Regions from separate parts of the Mus musculus genome. Here region 2 is linked to region 1. A link is a contact called in public Micro-C data. All regions are on one chromosome and are shown on one strand. Each heading gives the region's core, a stretch centred on a gene start, on an enhancer-like site or on the middle of the called end of the contact. The rest is flanking DNA. Distances are from core to core; before and after follow the strand shown. Region 1 overlaps C330020E22Rik (RIKEN cDNA C330020E22 gene). Region 2 overlaps Dnajc8 (DnaJ heat shock protein family (Hsp40) member C8).

Evidence for each region. A called contact is a pair of places that touch in the nucleus more often than the background predicts.
Region 2: a contact with region 1 is called in a Micro-C map of embryonic stem cells, with 38 times the contacts expected there. The contact joins two enhancer-like sites. A contact is called at or near these places in 5 of 484 Hi-C or Micro-C datasets (the G1E-ER4 cell line and embryonic stem cells).

What each region holds. Positions count from the first base shown.
Region 1 is chr4:129,399,000-129,405,552 of GRCm38.p6, forward strand. It overlaps C330020E22Rik (RIKEN cDNA C330020E22 gene), which reads left to right. Exons shown (of 3, transcript NR_151530.1): 3 at 1-87. Among named protein-coding and RNA genes, the nearest start is that of C330020E22Rik, 20 kb to the left of the region's middle. Within about 2 kb of position 2,297, at least 8 of the 459 cell types and tissues checked have an H3K27ac peak or open chromatin away from gene starts, as enhancers often do. A contact at or near this core is called in embryonic stem cells, where this site is marked.
Region 2 is chr4:132,552,255-132,558,807 of GRCm38.p6, forward strand. Dnajc8 (DnaJ heat shock protein family (Hsp40) member C8) reads left to right here. Exons shown (of 9, transcript NM_172400.3): 9 at 763-1,488. The coding sequence ends at 885. Among named protein-coding and RNA genes, the nearest start is that of Gm24762, 8.3 kb to the left of the region's middle. Within about 2 kb of position 2,472, at least 67 of the 459 cell types and tissues checked have an H3K27ac peak or open chromatin away from gene starts, as enhancers often do. A contact at or near this core is called in embryonic stem cells, where this site is marked.

The DNA.
Region 1 (6,553 bases), core at 1,047-3,546:
GGATGCTGCCATGTTCCTGCCTTGATGGTAGTGAACTAAACCTCTGAATGTGTAAGCCAGCCCCAATTAAATGTTGTCTTTATGAGAGTTGCCTTGGTCATGGTGTCTGTTCACAGCAATGAAAACCTAACTAAGACAGTATGTATGTGTGCATAAGTGTATGTGTGTGAGTACATACATATGTATATGCATCTTTGTGCATGTGTGCATGTGCACGTGTGTGTGTTTGTAAGCTAAAGGTGTGTGTGTGTGTATGTGTGTGTGTAAGCTAGAGGTCTGTCTCAGATGCCCTTTGTCAGGAGTCATCCACTTTGATCTTTTTAAAAGATTACTTATTTTATGGGTCTGAGTTTTTTCCTGCTGGTGTGCATGTGTGCCATGTGAGTGGCTGGAGCTCAGGGAGAGCAAATGGAATGAGATCCCCTGAACCTGAAGCTGGAGATGATTGTGAGCCACTATGTAGGTGCTGGGCACCAAACCTCTGTCCTCTGGCAGAGCAATCAGTGTTCTTAACAGCTGAGCTTTCTCTCCAGCCCCCACTTTAATGTTTGCTTTTTGAGACGAAGTCTCACTCTGGAGACTAAGATGGCCTCCAACTCACAGAGATCTACCCACCTCTGCCGCCTGAGTGCTGGGGCTAAGGTTTGTGCCACCATGCCCAGCATCTAAGTCTGACCTTTGAAAAACAGTTTCTTGCTGGCCTGGGATGGAACCCAGGTCATCAGGCAAATACCTTTAGCTGCTGCACCATCCTGACAATCTCATTTAATAATAAAATTTTAGAGCCAGGGAATGGTGGCCCAGGCTTTAATCCTAGCACTCAGGAGGCAGAGGCAGGAGGAAGTCTGAGTTCAAGGTCAGCATGGTCTACAGAGTGAGTTCCAGGACAACCAGAGCTACAGAGAACCCCTGTCTTGAAAAACAAAACAACAACATCAACAAAAATGTTCACATTGCTTTCTTATAGGACCCAGGCCTACCAGTTCGTGATAGCCCCACCCACAATAGGCTGGGCCCTCCTTCTTATGTCACTTGGGAAAAATGTCCCACACCTTATAAGGGTCCCTACAATCTTACGGAGGCATTTTCTCAACTGAGGCTCCCTCCTCTCTGATGATTCTAGATTGTGTCAGGTCGACATAAAAGCAGTCAGCATTCCCAGGACCCACGTAGTGGAAGAAAAGGACTGTTTTCCACAGTGTGTGCTCTGACTTTTTCAAGTTTGCTGTGGTGTGAGCACTGTTCCCCAAGCACAAACAAATAAGTAAATAAATCAAGAAAGAAAAGTCAGGAGTGGTGGCACTAGCTTTAATTCCAGGATGGGAGAGGCAGAAACAGGCAAAGCTCTGTGAATTCAAGACCAGCCTGCTTTAGAAAGTGAATTCTAGGCTAGCCAGGGCTACATAGTGAGAACTTTATTTTTCCCCCCGTTTTCTTTGAGACAGGGTTTCCCTGTGTAGTCCTGGCTGTCCTGGAACTCACTCTGTAGACCAGGCTGGCCTTGAACTCAGAAATCCGCCTGCCTCTGCCTCCCAAGTGCTGGGATTAAAGGCATGCGCCACCACTGCCCGGTGAGAACTTTTTTTAAAGCATTAGTTTAACCTTTGGTCTGGAGCACCGTTCCACGTTGAGAGGCTGTGGACATTACAGCCTAACATTCTCTTATTGTAGAGCCAATAACTGTCTACTATAAGTCACCATCACAGAGTAACGGTAGCCCAGACACTATGCAGAAAACTTTATTAATCGGCCGCTGACAAGACTTTGCCGAAAGCTTGGCTGGTAGGGTCGAGGAAATGTGCTAAGCTTTTGTTTCTCTAGACTTTACAAGCTCCATCCCTGGGTCAGGTTTGATTGGGTTCGTTCAGGCAGCATGCTTAGCTGATTTAGTGTTGAGTGCAAGTACTCAGATTGTGCTGTGTTCTGTGTTAGCGCCCTTGATAAGCAATATAAAACTACCGTGGCAGCGCTCGCCTGCTGTGCCCCAGCATCCCTCATACAGCCAACTATTGAGCAAACCCCATTTAGGATCAAGCGGCAGTGTTTTGGGTATGGTCCCCTTACCTGTAAATCCCCTGTACTCAGGAGGCTACGGCAGAGGGATAGATCGCTTGAACAAAGAGTTTGAGAACGGCCTGAGCAATCAAGTTGAAAAAGTATAACCTAAAAGCAAAATTCTAGGCCTTTAGGCCCAGGCTTGAGAATGTGACCTCTGTGACTCAATGCTCCAAGGTATGCTAATCATAAAACATAGTGACATTCCTCCACCCACTTGCTTCCTGGGTGCAAGGAGTGTTCATTCAAAGAAAGTCACCCGGACCCACCCTGACCATTGCTGGAACTCGCTATGCAAATGTGCTATTGTTAGGGGCTCTTAGTCTTGTTTTTTGGGCTTGTTTGTTTGTTTTGTTTTTCAAGACAGGGTTTCTCTGTGTAGCCCTGGCTGTCCTGGAACTCATTTTGTAGACCAGGCTGGCCTCGAACTCAGAAATCTGCCTGCCTCTGCCTCCCGAGTGCTGGGATTAAAGGTGTGCTCCACCACGCCCAGCTTCTCCCAAAATACTTTAATGATCCCAAAACCTGCTTTCTTAGCCAGGCGGTGTTGGCACAGGCCTGTAGTCCAAGCACTCCTGAGACAGAGGCAAGCGGATCTCTGGGATTTCCCGAGGCCAGAGGTTGACTTCCGGTGTCTTGTTCAGTTGCTTTCTACCTTTTAAAAAAGTTAATTTTATTTATTTATATGTATGACTGTTTTCTCTGTGTATTGATGCCTTTGGACACCAAAAGAGGGTGTTGGATCCCCTGGGACTGTAGTTACAGATGGTTGTGAGCCACCACGTGGGTGCTGGGAATTCAACGCAGGTCCTCTAGAAGAGCAGCAGTGCAGTGAGTTCTCTCTCTCTCCTACCCACCACACACACACACACACACACACACACACACACACACACCTTATTTTTTGAATAGTAGCTTTTACTGAACTTGGAGCTCCGTTAATAGCCAGTGAGCTCCAGAGAGCCATCCATTCCCACCCCAGCCCCAGGATTACAGATAATCTCAGAATTCACCTTCTAAGTGAGTCCTGGGGAGTCAAACTCAGTCCTCATGATGGTATGGAGTCATGTCTCCATCCCTGACCCCCACCCCCACCCCTGAGGTACATGCAGTCTTACTACCATGGCTAGCCTGCCAACAAACTAAAGGCCGGTGGTGGCCTTAAGCCTTCCACCTCCTCACCCTGACCGGTCCCTACCCCCTGGCCCACAGATGGGGTTTCTCTGAGTGGCCCTGGAAATTGCTCAGTAGACCAGTGTGTGTGTATGCATGTGTGTGTGTGCGCGCATGTGCACACATAAGTGTGCGTTTGTGTGCATGGAGGGGCATGTGTGTGTGTGGGCGTGTGTGCATGTGTGCATATGTGTATGTGTACATACATACATGCAATGAGAACTCTGTAAACAGTAGGCAAACACGGCACCACAATTTCCTGTTTCCTTTAAATGACTAATGAAAAGGTGTATTTTCCACTGGTTGGTAATAATTTCAGGGGATACCTAAAGTCAGGCACATCTGGAAACCTTTATTTTTTCCTCTTCCCTTCCCCTTTTGAATCATTTGGAAGAAATTCATTAATAAGTGGCCTCTGATGAGCACTTCATAGCATTTCTGGCTGTTGTTGCTTCCTTTGAGAGGAGGTCTTGGAACTTTCTGCGTAGTCCAGATTGGCTCCAAACTCCAAGCAATTTTCCTGCCTTAGCCTCCTGAGGGCAAAGCATGTAGGTGTTCAATCTTCGTATCCCATGACATTTTCAGACATGGATTGAGCAGTCAGTTTAAAGCTGTGACCGGCTGGGAAGATAGCTCAGACTGGAAAGTACTTGCAGTGAAAGCTTCAGGGGCTGAACTGGATCCCAGACTCCAGCCTGGTGTCAAAGGAGTCCTGGGGCTTCCTGGGCATAGCCTAGTCTACTTGGTGAGCTGCAGGCCCCAGGAGACTCTGTCTCAAGAGACAAAGGTAAAGCCGGGAGCTGGTGGTTCTCTCCTTTAAACCTAGAGGCAGGTGGATCTCTGTGAGTCTGAGGCCAGCTTGATCTACAGAGCAAGTTACAGAATAGCCAGGACTACATGGAGAAACCCTATCTTATTTTCTTTAATAGTATTTCTTTTTTTTTAAGATTTATTTATTTATTATATGTAAGTACATATATGTAGCTGTCTTCAGACACTCCAGAAGAGGGAGTCAGATCTCGTTACGGATGGTTGTGAGCCACCATGTGGTTGCTGGGATTTGAACTCCGGACCTTCAGAAGAGCAGTCTCGCCGGGCGTGGTGGCGCATGCCTTTAATCCTAGCACTTGGGAGGCAGAGGCAGACGGATTTCTGAGTTTGAGGCCAGCCTGGTCTACAGAGTGAGTTCCAGGACAGCCAGGGCTACACAGAGAAACCCTGTCTCAAAAAAACAAACAAACAAACAAACAAAACAGAAGAGCAGTCTCTTACCCACTGAGCCATCTCACCAGCCCGAGAAACCCTATCTTGAAAAAAACAAAACAACAACCAAAAAAAAAAAAGGTAGTGTCAATGAGCTCAAATGATGATGATGATGATGACGGTGATGAAGGTGATGACGGTGATGATAATGATGTGAAGTTGGGAGGGAGACATGAAGAGCGAGATCTGGAAGACAAATCAGATATATATATGAAATGCTTGAAGAATAAATAATGTATTTTAAGACAAAACAATGAAGGTGGATCGCTTCTGGGGAATGGTATCTGAAGTTAACTTCTCTGCCTGCCACACAAGACCATCAACACACAAACACACACACACACACACACCACACACACACACACACACACACACACACACGATGACAATGTAATATTGCAAAGCTAGCAAACTTTTTTCTGTAAAAGATAAATAGAATTTTGGACTTCTCAAGGCAATTTAGCCTCCTTGATAATAGATAAGCAAACGCAGGAGTGCTGACCACTTACGGAGACTTAACGTCGGAATTTGATGTCGTTTTTCACACGTCTGAAAGTATTACTGCTCTTTCGATTTGTTTCAGCCGTTTAAAGTTTAAAAACCAATTTGAGGTTACAAGAACACAATATGGGGCAGAGAGCCAACTCTGGCCTGTGGGTTGTAATTTGCCTACCTCTGCAAATTCTAATGAAAAAGACCAGGCTGCAAAATTGCATTGACTGGGTGATTTCAAGTGACTAAAATGAAGAATCTTATACAGAGAGAAAAAAGCTGAGGGGCTAGTGCAACTGCCACGAAGTCCAGCGACCTGAGGTTCATCTCTGGGACCTGTATGCCAGAAGGGGAGCCCTGAGTCCTGTAAGTGGCTCTCTGGTGTCCACTTCATAGGTGTGGGCTGGCACATAATCACCCACAACACCCAGTAATAAATACATCAATTACTTAAAAGGCTGAATATACTCTAGGAAAGCTTGGGTTGTTTTTATTTATTTATTTTTAAGATTTATTTACTTATTTTATGTATGTAAATACATTATAGCTGTTTTCAGACACACCAGAAGAGGGGATCAGATCCCATTACGGATGGTTGTGAGCCACCAAGTGGTGGCTGGGATTTGAACTCAGGACCTCTGGAAGAGCAGTCAGTGCTCTTAACCGCTGAGCCATCTCTCCAGCCCTTTTTTATGTTTTTGTTGTTGTTGTTTTGTTTTGTTCTGTCAGATGGATTCCTGCTTGGGAGCCCTGGCTATCCTGGAGTCTGTATCCCGCTGCTTCACCCTTCTGCATGCCAGGATTACAGGACTGTGCCATTGTGGCTGCTGTGGCTGAGATGGTTGGTGACTTTCCTTTCTTTACTTTTGGTGGTTTGAAAGTTTACCAATGGGAAGGGGCTGAAGAAATGGCTCAGTGGTTAAGAGCACCTACTGATCTTCCAGAGGACCAGCGTTCAGTTCCCAGGACTTACAGAGTGGCTCACAATGACCCGTGACTCCAAATCTAAGGCATTCGATGGCCTCTTCCGGCTTCCAAGGGTATCAGGCACACATATGGTACATCTACACTCACATTAAAATAAAAATAACAATAAATCTCAGATTTTTCTGAAGGTTGTATTTTACCCTAATACTGTTATGTTTTACAAAAATAAAGAGCAAACGTGTCAGTACTCATCTTTAGTGTAGATACATGAGAAAATAGAAGAGAGGAGAAAAATACAGTAACTTCTGTTTCATTGATTGGAACTGGAGTCTATCTAATCACTGTATATTTCTTATTATTTCTATTATGAGTCTATAATCACTCTATATTATTTTCCATATGTTTTATAACTCATTTATCTATTGGTGTATGAAAGAAATGTCTTCTGAGAGGGCCTCAAATCAAAACCTATGAGCTCACCGGCCATCTACCTTTTCTCCTCCTCCTCCTCCTCTTCCTCACCCCTTCTTTAGCCCTGGCTGGCCTGAAACTCACAACTCAATATGTGGACTGTCTTATCTCTGCCTTTAGGTGCTGGGATTAAAGGTATGCGCTACTCACCATGACTGGCCTTTTTTTTTTT
Region 2 (6,553 bases), core at 1,222-3,721, 3.2 Mb after region 1:
GAATTTAGGGTAGAGCTTGGTTAACTGTAATTTTTGGCTCTGTTTCTGCCCAGCCTTTTGGAAAGGGAAAGTGAGTAGCCCATGTGATAATGAGGTAGTTCTTTGTGGCCAGAGAAGAGCTGGTTTGGGGACATCCCCTCAGTTGTCAGAGGGGCAACAGGAACAAGGTGAAGAAAAAATGGCTGTGCTCCCAGCCAGCTCTGTGGTTCAGAACTAGTCAGCTCCTCATTGCTGCACAGTCCTGTCCAAGGCACACTGTAGCCAGCTTTCTGTAAAGGTTAGAAGAGACAAGCTAGGGACCAGGCATGGTGGGGCACATGTTTTGTCCCAGCAGTTGGAAGGCAGCCGGAGGCAAATCTCAGAGTTCAGGGCCAGCTTGGTTTACATAGTAAGCTCCAGTTAGGGCTACATAGTGAAATGCTGTCTTAAAAACATTCAACAAAAGGCGGCCGGCGTGAAGCTAGTTCTGGAGGTGCAGTTCAGCAGCACGGAAAGCGATGCCCAGAACACTGCCCAGAGCTTCACAGTGTTGTCTTCACCCATCTCATCCTCTTCCAAGATGCTTTGAGAGGATGCTGGGAAACTTCCCTGGGTCCTTAGAGAAGGGAGAAGGCTCGGCTCGGCTCTCTCTGCTCTTGGACTGTCCCAGAGGGCTCATCAGGATTGGTATGGGAGGACGTTGGTGGCAGGACAGGCTCGGTCCCTTTGCTCATTAATGACCTTACCTTGATCCTTAATGACTCTTAATGACCTTTCTTTCAGGAAAGTCGGGATGGTCGAGTGGACAGTTGGCGAAATTTCCAGGCAAATACAAAGGGGAAGAAGGAGAAGAAGAATCGGACCTTCCTGCGGCCACCGAAAGTCAAGATGGAGCAGCGGGAGTGAGCAGCAGGACCAGAGCCTCCCCGCTGCTCCTCCTGCTTCACGGACTCATTCTCTCTCCACCTCCACCCCACCAGAGAGTAGCGATTGCTTTTTAGTCTATTTTGTTGTCAATACAATTTAATATCAATCAGAGTAATCCTTTGTACATTGAGAGGAGGGGCTTGGTTTCACCATCCCCGTCCTTTCCCCACGGATCCACCAGGATTGAAGGAGCTTCGGACCCATGCCGCCTTCTTTTCCCACGCCTCTAACTTAATGTTTTATATTTGAATTGTGTGGCTCAAGGGTCATGTATAGTTTGTGGAATTTTTCCAATTAAATGTCTTGCTTACAGTGGTGTTGCCCCGACTCCAGATCAGCCTGGGCCACCTTGGGAAGCCATCCTTGAGGCCCTTGCTCCAATAGGAGAGGTATTGTGGATTCACACGGCAGTCACTTGTTGCCCTCATGCCCTGTGGTGTTTGGCACGAGGCTCCCAGCCACTTAAACCTGTTCACTTTCCAAAGAATTCATCTTCCAGCCAGTCCCGTTGTGTCCTTGCTTGTCTGCATTTATTAGTGGTAATATTCTTTTACGTATAATAAATTTTTATACCCAAGCCTTTGATGGTCTCCTCCTCGGGTGTGACTCCAAGGACAGGCAAGTGTCTTGCAGCTGGACGCACATAGCTCCCTACACTAATTTGTTAAACCTTAGCTTGTCTACCTACAAAATGGGAACACAGGGCCGGGGACATACTCTGATGGAATGCTTGCTAGCATGTGTGAAGTTCTAGGTTCAGTACTCACAAAGCAAAGTACAGGAATATCAAGTATGGCAGAGGCCGAAGGCTGTGTAGGAGCCCCCGGGTTCCATCCTAACAGCATTATCAACAATTTGGAAACATTGATTTCACTGTAGGAAATCACCACAGATCTAATGCGGCCACCAACGCCATGGGTGTTGTCAATGTCTTATCTGTTAAGTAAGAGGCTGCACACTGAGGGTGAAATGTGATGTGTATCCGGCTTACTGGGTATGCTCAGCCTGTTGGAGGGGCCTGGTGGGTGTAGAACAGTGACTCGTGAGTGACTGAGGGCATTCTGTGTTGCCTGTAGATGTGTTCAGGTGGGATGGCTACAGAAGGCAGGGTGCACACACCTTCAGTTTGTTCCTTGTGGGTGGAGGCTGGAGCTTGAGTTCACCACTCTTCCAGGTACAGCTGGGGCGTGTCCAAACCACTTGAGCTACAGTAACTCCTAACCCCAAAGCAAGGCAGAGGGCGGGAAGTTTCTGGTCACTGCAGAACTATGTGTTTTGAGCTGATGAAGTATCCTGGGCAGGGAGCGGTTCCCGGAGCTTTCCAGGCTGGCAAAGTGGCTCCTCCTACAGGATAAAGGCATTTACAGGACTTGAGGTGATTCCGTTCAGCCACCTGCAAGCCCCTGTTGCTTCTCAGAAGGCTGTGCCAGCAATAAGCCACAGCAATTAGCTTACTCCATCCACAAACAGGCTGATTGGAAGTCAGATAGTTGGGGACCTCCACTGTATGCCTCACAGCTGAGGTGCAGAGGCTGAGGAGGACTCGTGAACCCGCTATTCTGGACGCCCTTGTTTCTGTCCTTGGCAGCCAGCAAGTGCTTCCTGGAGAGTGTGGTGTTCAGTAAGGGTTGTACAGATCCAGTTGCATGATAAAATACAGTGCTTGTTCCCCTACGTCTGGTAGTCACAGTCTCCGAGACACCAGGGAGTGGCTGCCCTGCTGCTGTTTATTCCAGGAGGGTATGTCTTCTCAGTTGCAGGAAGCTTGTGTGTTGACACCACACCTTACAACTGCTAAGTGAAAGGTCCAGGAAGCCGGTTCCCCGGATGTGCTTGTCCTGCGAATGTGTCTGAGGACATCTCTAGTGAACAGAGGCAGCAATGGAGAACAAACAGTAAGCCTTGCTCCTGTGGGCTGGGCACCTCCAGTTCTCAATGGGAGGAGGAGTCAGGAGCAGTGAACAGTGGCTGGCCTAGCTGGGGAGGACGTGAGGGGAAGACACTAAGTCAGGAGAAGTCCCCCCAGATGGTTGGTGGTGAGGTCATACCCAGGAATACTCTGCTTTGCCTGGAGCATGGGCACAGGGAGCTAGAATCAGGAGTTCCTTGTCACCTTCAGCTATGTGGGTACCAGTGAGGACATCGTATTTTCTAGAAGGAATAGTCCCATTTCCTTCTGGCCACATTTTGGCCATGGACTGGCCTGGAAGAACAGCAGTGAACCTCACCCAGTGCATAACATTGCTTAGAACAGCTTTCTCTGTGGTGATCCAGCTAGAGAGGGTGACTTGGGCACTGAGTTGAGGTCTCACAGCCAAGTCTGACCTCTACCTAGGGCAGCCCCTTGTCCCCCAGGGTGGGAAAGGGGAGTTCCGAGCAACAGTGAGGGAGTCTTCCCTCACTGGAAGGTTGCTAAAAGAGCTACTCCACTCCTTTTCCTATGGTCCCATGAGTCAAAGCCACCACCCCACACATTCCATGGCACAGCCAACAGCTAATGAGGGCTCCCTGGGTCCAGGTAAAGTGGAGGGAGCCAGTGGGGTAGGTAGGGTGAGAAGTTTGGCATTTGAGTCAGTAATGACATCATCCTGAAGCCTCAACTTCCTCTTGTGAAGTAGCCATTGTGCTTTTTTTTTTTTTCCTTTTCGAGACAGGGTTTCTCTGTGTAGCCCTGACTGTCCTGGAACTCACTTTGTAGACCAGACTGGCCTCGAACTCAGAAATCCGCCTGCCTCTGCCTCCTGAATGCTGGGATTAAAGGCATGCGCCACCACGCCTGGCGTCGCCCTTGTACCTTTAAAGGCAACTTGCAACTGGTGTAGGCAACGGGTCACCGCTTTGGTAGTCTAGTTGGTATCCTGGTGAGGAGGTGGGAGGAGAGGGACAGTGTAGAAACTGGAGCTCCAGCCAAGCCCTAAATCCTTGTCTTTGGCTTCCATCATCAGACAAAAAACTCCTCAGAGGTTGCCTACCTCCCTCTCAGCTGAGATAGCTTCCGAAGGCAGAATTATCTCCCAACAGACTGGGCATCCCCAGAGGCAAGGTTATCAGTCTCCCTTACTTGGAGTGCCTTTGGACATCTGTGGTCCTCAGTGCATCCCCTCAGACAGGTGTCTATCAGCTTTGAGTCTTTTCTGTCAGTCTTAACTGGATTTGGGACGGTCTTGTTGAAGTTTGGGCTCCTAGGGACAATGCTGGGATCTTCCTTCTCCCCCTCAGACAAGGAGCCTAATTCTTGAATTTTCTGCTTCCCCCACGCCCAGCCCTTCCTCCCAGAGGGGCTTGGCTTCAGATGGGCCCCTTGTTGGCTGAAATGGGTAGAGTCCTGGTTGGGTGTGAGTATTTTGGGGGACCTTGGGGTTGGGGCTCCGCCCAGGAACTTCCTGGCCTCAGGTGCCCTACAGTTCAACAGAGGCCGCAAGCAAGTTTCCTCTAGTTATTCATTCTAATGTCAGCATGGATCAAACAGGGACGGGAGGGCAGAAGGAGGTGAATCACACACTTTGGTCTGGGCCTGACTCCTGCCTACTCCTCCCTCACTCTGTTCCCTGCTTCCCGAACTCCATGCGAGCAACCACCAAGGAAACACACCCTCAAAGAAGCAAGCTCTCAGCGGCTTCCGTCCCCTGCAGCTCCATCACCTCTTGGACCAGGGATTCAGGTGTAACTGTTTGTCTGACTGACCTAAAGAACCACTCAGGCTTTGCCTGGGTCTTCAGAGCTACGTCTAACTTAAACACACACACACACACACACACACACAAATACACACACACACAAATAAACACACACACACAGACACACACCACATCCCCACAGTCCTCAGATCTTTACACATGAACAGACACAACTTTAACACACATCATACAGCATGCAGCGTGGATGGGGGCCCACCCACCTGTAGTCTCAGGAGCAAGAAGGGTCAGGAGGTCCAGGTAATCCTCAGCTGGATAGCAGTGAAGAGGCTGCTGAGCTCCATGAGGCCCTATTTAAAAGACAAACAAACAAAAAACGGGCTGGAGAGATGGCTCAGTGGTTAAGAGCACCGTTCTTCCGAAGGTCCTGAGTTCAAATCCCAGCAACCACATGGTGGCTCACAACCATCCGTAATGAGATCTGACGTCCTCTTCTGGTGCATCTGAAGACAGCTACAGTGTACTTAGATATAATAATAAATAAATGTTTAAAAAAAAAAGGGTTGGTGAGATGGCTCAGTGGGTAAGAGCACCCAACAGCTCTTCCGAAGGTCCGGAGTTCAAATCCCAGCAACCACAAGGTGGCTCACAACCATCTGTAATGAGATCTGACTCCCTCTTCTGGAGTGTCTGAAGACAGCAACAGTGTACTTACATATAGTAAATAAATAAATAAATAAATAAATAAAATAAATCTTTTTAAAAATGTTAAAACAAAAAACAACCCTCCAAAACAAAACCAGGAGTCAGTGGTTAGGAGTATATTCTGGTTTTGAAGAGGACCCGAGGGGCGTGGGGTGAGGACCCGAGTTCAGTTTCTAGCACCCATGTCATGTGTTTTCAGCTCCAGTTCCTGGGGATCTGACGCCCTATTCTAGCTTTTGAAGGTTTATGCACTCAAGTGCATAGACGCACAGACTCACAGAGACACACTTATACACCTAATTTAAAAAACAAAACAAAACAAAACAAAACAAGGGGCTGGAGAGATGGCTCAGCCCTTAAGAGCACTGACTGCTCTTCCAGAGGTCCTGAGTACAATTCCCAGCAACCATACGGTGGCTCACAACCATCTGTAATGGGATCTGACGCCCTCTTCTGGTGTGTCTGAAGACAGCTACAGTGTACTCATATAAAATAAAATAAATAAATCTTTGAAAAACAAACCAAAACAAAACAAAATCTTGGACTGGAGAGATGGCTCAGCCCTTAAGAACATGTGCTGTTTTTGCAGAGGACCTGAGTTCAGTTTCCATCAGGTGGCTCACAACCACTTGTAACTCCAACTCCAGAAGATCAGACACCCCTGTACCCTACGCAGAACATGTACACAAAGCATATGATTTAAAATAAATGAATTTTAAAAATCTTTTTTAAAGACCCCACACTATCCCCACTACATATCCACACACACAGCAGACCCTTGTCATCCACAGATAGGACCTATGACCACTCACTACACGTAACGCTATATAACACACAGACTGTCACTAGCTGATACAACATTTCTGTGCATCTTTTGATGGATGAAACACACATCTTTAGACATATAGTGTGCATGATTGCACTGGCAGGCATCCCCTTGCCACACAGAAGAGCTTCTAGTTACTGCAAATGAGCCTGCTGCACGAGGTCACACAAATACACACACACACACACACACACACACACACACACACACACAGACAGAGAAAAACACCTGCCCATGCCACAGTCCCTTTGCTTAGTAGGTCCTTAGAACACTTGGATGCCACCTCAGCTCAAGCCTGGGCTGGGCCTGCTTCTGAGCTGACTGATTTCTTTTGACTCCGTCTGCTCTGTGCTAATACTTTCTCATCTGGATGCCGTGACTTTGGACTAAGATTTAATACGATAGGGAGATGCCTGTCATACCTCCTGGTCTGTGTATGTTCATTCTTCAGAACGTTGTTAGCTATTCCTGGATCTTTGTT